Regions from separate parts of the Mus musculus genome. Here region 2 is linked to region 1. A link is a contact called in public Hi-C data. All regions are on one chromosome and are shown on one strand. The core of a region is the stretch at or near the end of the contact, and the rest is flanking DNA. Distances in the headings are between cores, read along the strand shown.

Region 1 (4,455 bases), core at 927-3,426:
TCATCTGCATGAATTTACTTTTTTGCCTTAAGAGGTTGTTGGAATGCGTGTTAAAACACACAGAGCGATTTCATCTCCATAGCATCACTAAAGAAATATTATATTAGTATAAAGTTGCGGGGGGGGGGTGTTGGAGGAAAAAGAAAGAAAAAGAGAAAGTCAGCTCTGCAGCGAGGCAGGCGGCAAAGCGCTGCTCAAAAGCGCCACCCAAAGGCGGGAGAATGTAAATGCAAGCCAGGAACCGCGGTTGGCTTGCTTGCATTTTTTTCTTTTTTCTTTTTTCTCTTATTTCTTCTTCTTCTTTTATTTCTTTTTCAATTTCAGAATGAAAAAAATGACAGCGCCACGCAACTTGACGGAGGCTTTTGATTGAATTGACTGATTGCTCCAGCTGCACCTGCGGAAAATTGATGACAATGCTGTCTAAACCATTCATTAAGGTCTGGAACTTCGCGCAGATGAATGCGGGATTCATATATTTGCTAGACGTGTGTTGGGAATAATATGACGAAGCACTGTTTCCAAATGAACATTTCTTTAACCTAATTTTATCGAAATCATGCAACGGAATGAAAGCACGTTCATGCCTGAACTCTGTCAAAGCAACTGCAACTAGGCACTCTCTCTCTCTCTCTCTCTCTCTCTCTCTCTCTCACTCGCTCTTCTTTTTGTCTTTTCAAAACATTTAGGTGGAATCTTTTCTTTGAAATATCTCTACTGCTCTGCCTTGAATTATTTGTTATGAAAATGCTTTTATTCTATTTTATTTTAGTCATTCAAAGTGTTATTCCCCACCAAATGAAGGGAAAGTATTTGAGGCTTCTTTTCCAAGCTCCAAATTTGCTAAATTGTATACAAGTAGAAAATAGTTTTGTTTTTTTTTTTAAGAAAAAGAAAACTAATAATACCACCCTCCTCTTAGACACCTCGGGAGGAATCATTTCGCACCAACTGGCCGTGCCTTCCCTTCGTAGAGAATTAGACTGCCTGCAGGCTTGGAAGGGAAATGAAATCCTTTTAAAATATTGACTGTTCTGGTCAAAACGGTGTGAATGGTATCTATACACCTTTTATGTAAGAGCCCCGACTCACTCTTGATTTTAATGTATCAAAGCACAATCAATATTGAATGAAGCTTTCGCTGCATGTCCAGAATAAAGGGGGGTAGGGGTGGCTGTAGAGAAAGGTGGCTGAGACGGAGATAAAATGTGGCTTTTATACCTGGCTTGGCTTGCTACAACTGAGAAGACGCTGTGTTTGAATCTATCTTCCAAGCAGCTAGCCTGCTGGAGGTGTGAATTGTTAGGGAGGAGTTTAAAAAAGAGAGAGAGAGAACCTTATTCTTAAGAACCAAAAATGCTGTACAAATAGATGTTACTTCTCCAACAAGGGCTCTATGCCTAGAACTTGCCTCCTTTCCCCCCCAAAAAAAAACCCTCAAAATGAATATTTATTAACTTAAGAACCTGGCGCAGGTCTGTCCACAGATCCCGATCTGCCAAAGCGCTTCTAGCTCTCTTCCCTGGCATTTAAGAAAAAAAAAAATCTATTTTTATCCATCCTCTTGCGTTTAGGTTTTCTACCAGGAAGGTAATTTCTGATGAGGCAACTTGGATTTTTCCCCCCTTGTTTTATTCCTAAAGAAACTCTGCCAGTTCTTAAGGCAATTGCATTCACCCCAAACCTGGATGGAGAGAAACTGCAGGTGTGTGCACAAGAATAACAAGCCTGGCGTTCGCCAGGCCCCTCTTGCTGCTCTCTCGGTTATGTGCAGCAGGAAGATTCACTCCAGACAGATCTGAACAAGGCTCTTTAAGGAGATTGCGGCCAGCCGTACAGACAGAAGATGACCAAGTAAATATGAGAATCCTTCCAGGCAGAACAATCTGGGGCCGCTTTTCATTGTCATGCTTCATTTGCTAGTGAGGAAAATGGGTAAACCCAGTGGTTGGAGCTCAGAGCAGTAAGCAAACATTCTAGCATTTCCAAAAATGCCCTAACTCTCTGGCATGTCTTGAAAAAAAAAAAAAAAAAAAAAAACCTCAAGCCCCAACTCAGCCCTAGCATTTTAGAATACAACGTTTGCTTTGAAATCGGGGCCACATGTTAGGAACCAGGCCCCAGTTTGAGCTGTGGTCATTGTTATTGTTTGTCTATTATACACTGTGCATGGGACCCAGGAATTTGGGAGTGCTCTCTAAGCAAGCACTCTATCCCTGGCCTAGTCTGCAGCCCTAAAGCAAGTACCTGGTTTGTTTTAGAAGGCTCGTAAAAGCACTGATGTCAAATAACCTCTGACAGAGTAATGAGTAGCCTCTCCCTTAAGAGATGCCAGAACTTTGTCAGAGTATCTGTGTAAGCGAGTGTGGGAGAGGCAGTTGGGGTAAGATGTAAATAAAAATACATTTCCGTTAATACGGGACAAGAAAATCCAGGAGCTCTAAATGACACTGGCTGCAGAGTAACTTAGGTATCAGACCTTGAGGTGTTGGGGAACAAATGTTCGTACGGGAAGCAGAAGACAAAGCAGAGATGGTGTAGACCTGAGCTTCCAATGACATGCCCGGTCTATCTTGTGCCTGGCTCTCCCAGCTTTAGTCTCATCTCCTAGAGGCTCTGATGGGATTCAGGGGGAACACAGGGAGGGTGGCCCAAGTGTACCCCACCTCCAACTGGCCTACAATGTGCACACCAGCCTCACCTGTGTAATTATCTAAAGCCATGGTCCTTAGCAGAGAGAGAAAGAGAGAGAGAGAGAGAGAGAGAGAGAGAGAGAGAGAGAGCCTCCACCTTTCTCTTGATAGTAAGAGGGACTTCACTAAGAATCACATCACCCCATCCTGCACAGCCGTCATTTCCTCTGTTGGATTCTGAGTTCTCAGCTCTGTTCTTGGGGTACCTTTACAGCCCTAAGCCTGCCACCCAAAGCTTCTCATTCAGAGAATCTTTTCATTACCTGGTCCTGTTCATCCCCCAGGGGGGCATCAAAGCTGACCTCCTCCAAACCTTCTGTGGTCTGAATGAAGACCCTTTCACGGATTCTGCTCTAAGACAGCCTTTGTCCCCACCAATGCTCTCAATGCCCAATTAGTATTTATTTCCCCTTAAGCGCAATGAACAGACTCTGGGACTGTCATATGGATTCCAGCAGCAGTCGGGACAGCTTGGATTAGATGCTCTTCTGAAGCCACTCACACGCCACCAAACGCTTGCCAGCTGTGGCCTTCACAACAGTCCCTTCAAGTTCAGGGCACCACACGGTTCAGTCCCAGCTAAAAACCCAAGTTCAGGTACCGTGTGCTCCGGTAAGGCTGCCTCACGGTGGGTGTAGAAAGAGTAGTGTGTGCATCCCATCTCAGGTTCACCATACACAGACAGTACTCAGCCACAGGGGAGGAAATGGCTGAGAAGTGGCAAGGTCAAGGCTAGGATCTGGGCTTCCTGGATCTGCTACATCTCCTCCTCCAACTCCAGCTGTTCCTCAAGCTACCCAGTAGATATGGTACATTTTGACAGCTATGATGTTTGCAGCCCCCAACCCCTACCCCCCCACACCCCACATGTGTGAGAAAGACAAGACCACTTTGCCTTGAATAGATCAGAGCATTTAATCTATATCAGTGACTGGGTATAAACCAGAAGTACAAAGGGGAAAGTTATAGTACCCCAGAGAAGGGAGAGACAGCAAACAGGACCTCTGAGCTGGATGCCAGTGTTGGGATAGCCTTGCAAGAACCAGCTATACCTTTAGACTCTTTAACAGCCTTTCTTGACCGAGGGCAGTAGCCTACCATTTTTCTATTCAAATGTACACACACATAGTAGACATACTCACAAACACAGACACACACTTCTACCACAATTGGGAGTAGAATGAAAGAGTAAATAAGCCATGGGCTGGCAGTGGAGAGCTCACCCAGCAGAGGGCCGTAGCTTCACTCCTCAACACAGGTGTGGGGCTACACACCTGTAATCGCAGCACTTGGGAGGTGGAGGCTGAAGGATCAGAATTTTAAGGTCATTGGCTGCTTGGCTATCTTCAAGCACCTAGGAATGTGCTTCTAGCAGAGGTAGGTCTGCGGATCGAACTTTCCACGGCAGTTGCCATTTTGCTGTGGACTGAGGAGGGACTGTACTTAGTAAACCCCCCTCACACATGAACCACTGAGGTCACAGTTTCCCTGTGCTTCTAGAAGGATGGGAAGATACTGTTCTTGGGAGCCTAGTGGCCTCCTAGCTAGAGGAGCAAAGCCCTGTGGGAAATACAAAAGGCCCCACTTCCAAGCCACCTGACTAACGCTCCATGCCTCAGTCATAACTTGTAACTAACAAAAGATCCTGTGGTAGTGACGGGTGTCTCGGCTGACCAAGGCCACTACCTAACCCCGCCAGGAAACGGAGCAAACACCAGTGTTCTGTCAACACCAACCGTGCAGGCACTGTGTAGTCAGACTT
Region 2 (4,455 bases), core at 1,443-3,942, 240 kb before region 1:
AGAGGGTGGGTGGGTGGTCAGATGGATGGATAAATGGGTATTGGATAGAAGGATGGGTTTATGCATTAGTGGATAGATGGATGAGTAAATGGGTAGGTGAGAGGTTGTGTAAACTTGTATAACCTGGTGGAGTTCAGAGTGTATAGATGGAGGTCAGGAGTACTATCTGACTAGAAGAATCATCTCAGAATGGTGGGATGAGAGTATAGTTATGATAGTCTCCTCAACAAATAATACATGTTCCTCAAAGACCTTTTAATTTTATGCTTGTCATCAAAAAATTTTTTTCAAAAAGAAATCATTTCACATAATAATTAATATTATTCTATGAAGCTCTATGTCCTGCTTAGTGTTTGTCAAAATATATAATTTATAAGCACACTGAGTCCTGAGCCCTAAGCAATATCTTAGCACAAGATATTCAGACTCCTGAAAATCCACTGTTTGGTTTTACCATAAAAGATTTTTTTCCAAAATTATCATGCAAGTCAGCAGAATATGGCATATTTTTAAAAATGGTTGTTTCCATTGCAATGTTATTTTAGAAATAAAAAGACCATTAATAAAATGTGTCTATCCAGAATTCACTTCTGGTTGTCTGTCTCCTGAATGAAAAGATGGAGATAATTCAATGAGTTCACCACAGTTAGGCCTTTGGGTAGGATACCGTTCTGAAACCTGATAGGCATTCTCAAACTTAGAACATGGTAGGGAACAAAGACTTGACCTGATCTTAGGATATTTTAGTGGACCTCCTCAAGACATCCTATTGACATATCCTCCACCTTGAGACCATGAACTCTTCTTATGTTGTTTGGAATTGCTCATTCACCTATCAACTTACCCACTTACCCAACCGTATTCCATTCATCCATCCATCTGCCTGACTGTCTGTTCATCCATCCATCTATCCATCCATCTATCCATCTATCCATCCATCCACCCATCAATCCATCCATCCTTCCATCCATCTATCCATTTATTCATCTACCCACTCATCCATCAAGCTGCTCACTACTTATCCATTCATCAATCTTCTGGTCCACTCATCTACTTAATCATTCATTTATCCATCCATCCATCCATCCATCCATCCATCCATCCATCCATCCACTCACTCCCTGATATACTTGTGCATCCAGGTATGGTTACCTACTCATAATATATCCTTGAACCCACCTACTTCTTCATCCATATGCCAATTTTTTACATCTACCCTCTATCCAAATGCATACCTATTTGCCCATCCAGCCACACATTTCTCTTCTTAGTCAGCCAGCCATCTTCACCTCTATCTATTCATTTATCTGTCTACTCACATGTTCACCTGTTCATCCACCCACCTGTTCATCTATCGATCTAGTTTCCATTGATAGTGATAGCTAACTTAGGATAAGAATCTATGTTCTGGCACTATGACACTGAACAACTGTGCACAGCAGTAGTCTGTAGACTAATAAATGTCACATAAATGACAAGTTAAAACTGCAATTCAATAATTTAAGAAAATTATCTGTAGCCTTTCCGAATTAAGGCAAAGACAAGGAAAGCGACAAGATATGCTTTTTTTGAATGATCTCTTCCAATAGGTAGTATTTTGAGCTATTGGTTGAATCTTAAAAGGTAGCTTAATGCTGAGAAGAACATTCTAGACAGAAATCAGGATGAGTATAAATATCCTTAGCAGGAAGCAAATTGACCAGTGTGAGGAGCCAGGATCCCACTGTTGCTGCAATGCCCAGTAGATGAGGCCAGAGAAGAGGGCAAAGCATCTTCACAGAGGACACATGATGCTAAGGAACTTGAGTTTGGGCCTGATGTCCATGGGAAGTCACTGGAAAGGCACAAGCAAGGGTATTGGTCCCTCTTTCTTATATTTGCCATTCACATTGGCTGTTGTGTGGGTAAGGAACTCTTATGAGTAAGGAAAAAACAGGGAATGCTTGCAGGGATATACTATGGCCATTTAAATGATGGCTGAGTCTCACCACTTCAAACTAGGCAACTGTTCTGGATTTGAAGCACACGAGATTGATTATGGCTGGCCTGAAGAACTGGGACATTGGTTTATGGCCCATTCCCTTCTGATGCTAGGATGTGGAAGAGCACCATACAGCATGTGATCCTCTGCCTAAATGCATAAAATATTCAAGGGTCCCAAATCACACTCCAAGCAAAAAGTCCCCTTCAAGGTTCCCAGAGGTTCAATTCCACCTACTTTCCCTGCTTTTCATTTACCTCAAATGCTTCCAGCTGGAGCTGGAAGCTGACATGTCAACACAGTGTCTGGCCATAAACGCTTCCCAGCGACCAGGAAGCAGGCAGTCCGTTACAATCTCCACAGAACGTCTGATTCTGTCAGAGGCTTTCCCACCCCCACATGGCTGTACCATATCTGCATATAGGTTCCCACTGGCTTCAACTGAAAGCACGGTGCCCTGAGCTGCACAATCACAGGGGAGATGGTGACAAATCCCTAATTCCAGGGGGTCCTGGCATCCTCGATACACTGTCAAATCACCCTTGCATACACTTGACCTTCCAGGAATCTGCCTTGGCTAGCTAGTTCCTGATTAACAACCTTTCTGGATTTATCAACTGCTAGGACTTGCTGGCTTCCACCCAGACCCATCTGGGTAGAAGTACCCAGTGATCCTGGCATCTGGAAGCATTTGTCTTAAAAGAGCCAATTCCCTCTTGATGTTGATTATCAAGTTCAGCTTCCAGCCAACTGAGTAGATATTCTCTTCCACAGTCCATATCCACCTAACTCTGACCACAGCGTGTGTGTATGAAATGTCCCTCCTGCGGGGCTATTGTTCTGTGGGCAGCCGCTGCCTCCAGCCTGATGGGGAAGGAGGATGAGCAAACATGTCAACATCATTTGCCATGCCAACACACACACACACACACACACACACACACACACATGTGCTGTGACAGATGTGGTTATTCCTGGCAGAATGCACAACAGGTACAAACCAGGGCAAGTGCAATGCCCCAAGGGTAGGAAGCCTGGGTTAGCTCCACATGTTCCCGCTGACACAGGTTCATCTGGGCAGAGACAAGAGATACTGCTCTGAGCTGTATGAACCAAGACTTCCAAGAAGAGAGAGCCAGAGCAGCCCTCCTCAATGAGCCTAATGCAGAGACAGGATAGTAATGAGAGAGCTCATGAAGAGGAGGCTGGGCTAGGGCCTGCAGCATCAGCCTGGGCTCCATCCCCTGGGACAGAGTCCTCCCCTCCCTGTGTTCCGCTCCTCTGTTCCCACAGCTGAAGCCAGGCCTCATCAGAGTAACATTAGAATTGACTCACACAAAGTCAGGAGCCAGACCAAGATGCTGCTGACTCAGGATGGCTCCTAACAATCCCTTAGAGAGGAGGCAGTATGGCCTTGCATAATCAACCCTCAGCACAAGACTTTTTACATGCTAATATAGAGGATGGACCATGAGTACATATGTAAAGTATGAATGTATTATGCAACTTCAACAATTCCTCCTTTGCCAAGCATGTATATGTAATTCATAAATATGCATCAGAGAAACAGGATCAACTACACATTCCCTCAGCTTGATGCTTCTCCAACCCCATGACCTGGCTTTGACCATTTAGTTGGACAGGATGTTTCCAAGATAGTTGTGTTCCTGGAGTAACTTTGGACACAGTGAGCAGTCATGTGAACATGCCCAGCCAGCCTTTCCTCCATAGTGAAGCCACAAGAGAGACACAGGGACCTTCCCAGGGCACTCTGTCTCTGAGGTTCTTCACCCACGCAGTGCATTAGAGGACTGGGGTCCAGTTTAACATCCACCCTGCTGGCCTCGTGGCGCCAGCTCTGCTGATCGCCTCTCTTAAATACTAGCTTAAGAGGAAACAGAACCTTTAGTCATGGTCCTATTCTGTAGAACCCTGCTGCCTACCTCTCCAGCCCTTCCGCTCCAAGGGTAGTAGGAAGTGAGGGCTCCGTCCCAAGATCTGAAACCTCTGGGAAGTTCCTAATTTGTGACAGTTTTCTCATAAGGCCTTTTAAAAGAAGCTACGTGGCTCAACCTCGTACAGCTCCATTCCCTCCCTGCCCTGTGCTCATTAGAACTTAGCTTATTTTAGTAAATTAGTACATACTCATTGTGCAAAGTAATAGATCCGATAATGATGTCATTTGCGCATGAAGTTTACTTTGGTCATGACCCCACCACCACCTTTCCTTCCTTGCCCAGTCCTTCTTCCCAAATAGCCAGGCCCCTTTCTACAGTCATGTCCTATTTTCAACTTTAAATCTATTTTCTAACACAGGAAGAAGGCTGGCTTTGGTTTGTCTAATACTTTCTTTTTAATAATTTTTTAAATTTATCATTATTGCTCCATGCCATGGCAGAAGACAACTTCTGAGAGTCCATTCTGTCCTCTTCTATGGTGTGGTCTAGTGGCTCTGATTTAGGCTGTCAGGCTTA

What was found. Hi-C and Micro-C count contacts between places; a contact is called where the count stands out from the background.
Region 2: a contact with region 1 is called in a Hi-C map of uterus, with 3 times the contacts expected there. The contact joins two enhancer-like sites. A contact is called at or near these places in 1 of 39 promoter capture datasets (hippocampal neurons), 9 of 484 Hi-C or Micro-C datasets (muscle stem cells, myocytes, nephron progenitors and 2 more) and 1 of 115 datasets of contacts at active chromatin or transcription factors (fibro-adipogenic progenitors).

What each region holds. Positions count from the first base shown.
Region 1 is chr7:36,067,717-36,072,171 of GRCm38.p6, reverse strand. No RefSeq gene overlaps it. Among named protein-coding and RNA genes, the nearest start is that of Gm38991, 6.3 kb to the left of the region's middle. Within about 2 kb of position 2,176, at least 2 of the 459 cell types and tissues checked have an H3K27ac peak or open chromatin away from gene starts, as enhancers often do. A contact at or near this core is called in uterus, where this site is marked.
Region 2 is chr7:36,309,203-36,313,657 of GRCm38.p6, reverse strand. No RefSeq gene overlaps it. Among named protein-coding and RNA genes, the nearest start is that of Gm46016, 140 kb to the right of the region's middle. Within about 2 kb of position 2,692, at least 17 of the 459 cell types and tissues checked have an H3K27ac peak or open chromatin away from gene starts, as enhancers often do. A contact at or near this core is called in uterus, where this site is marked.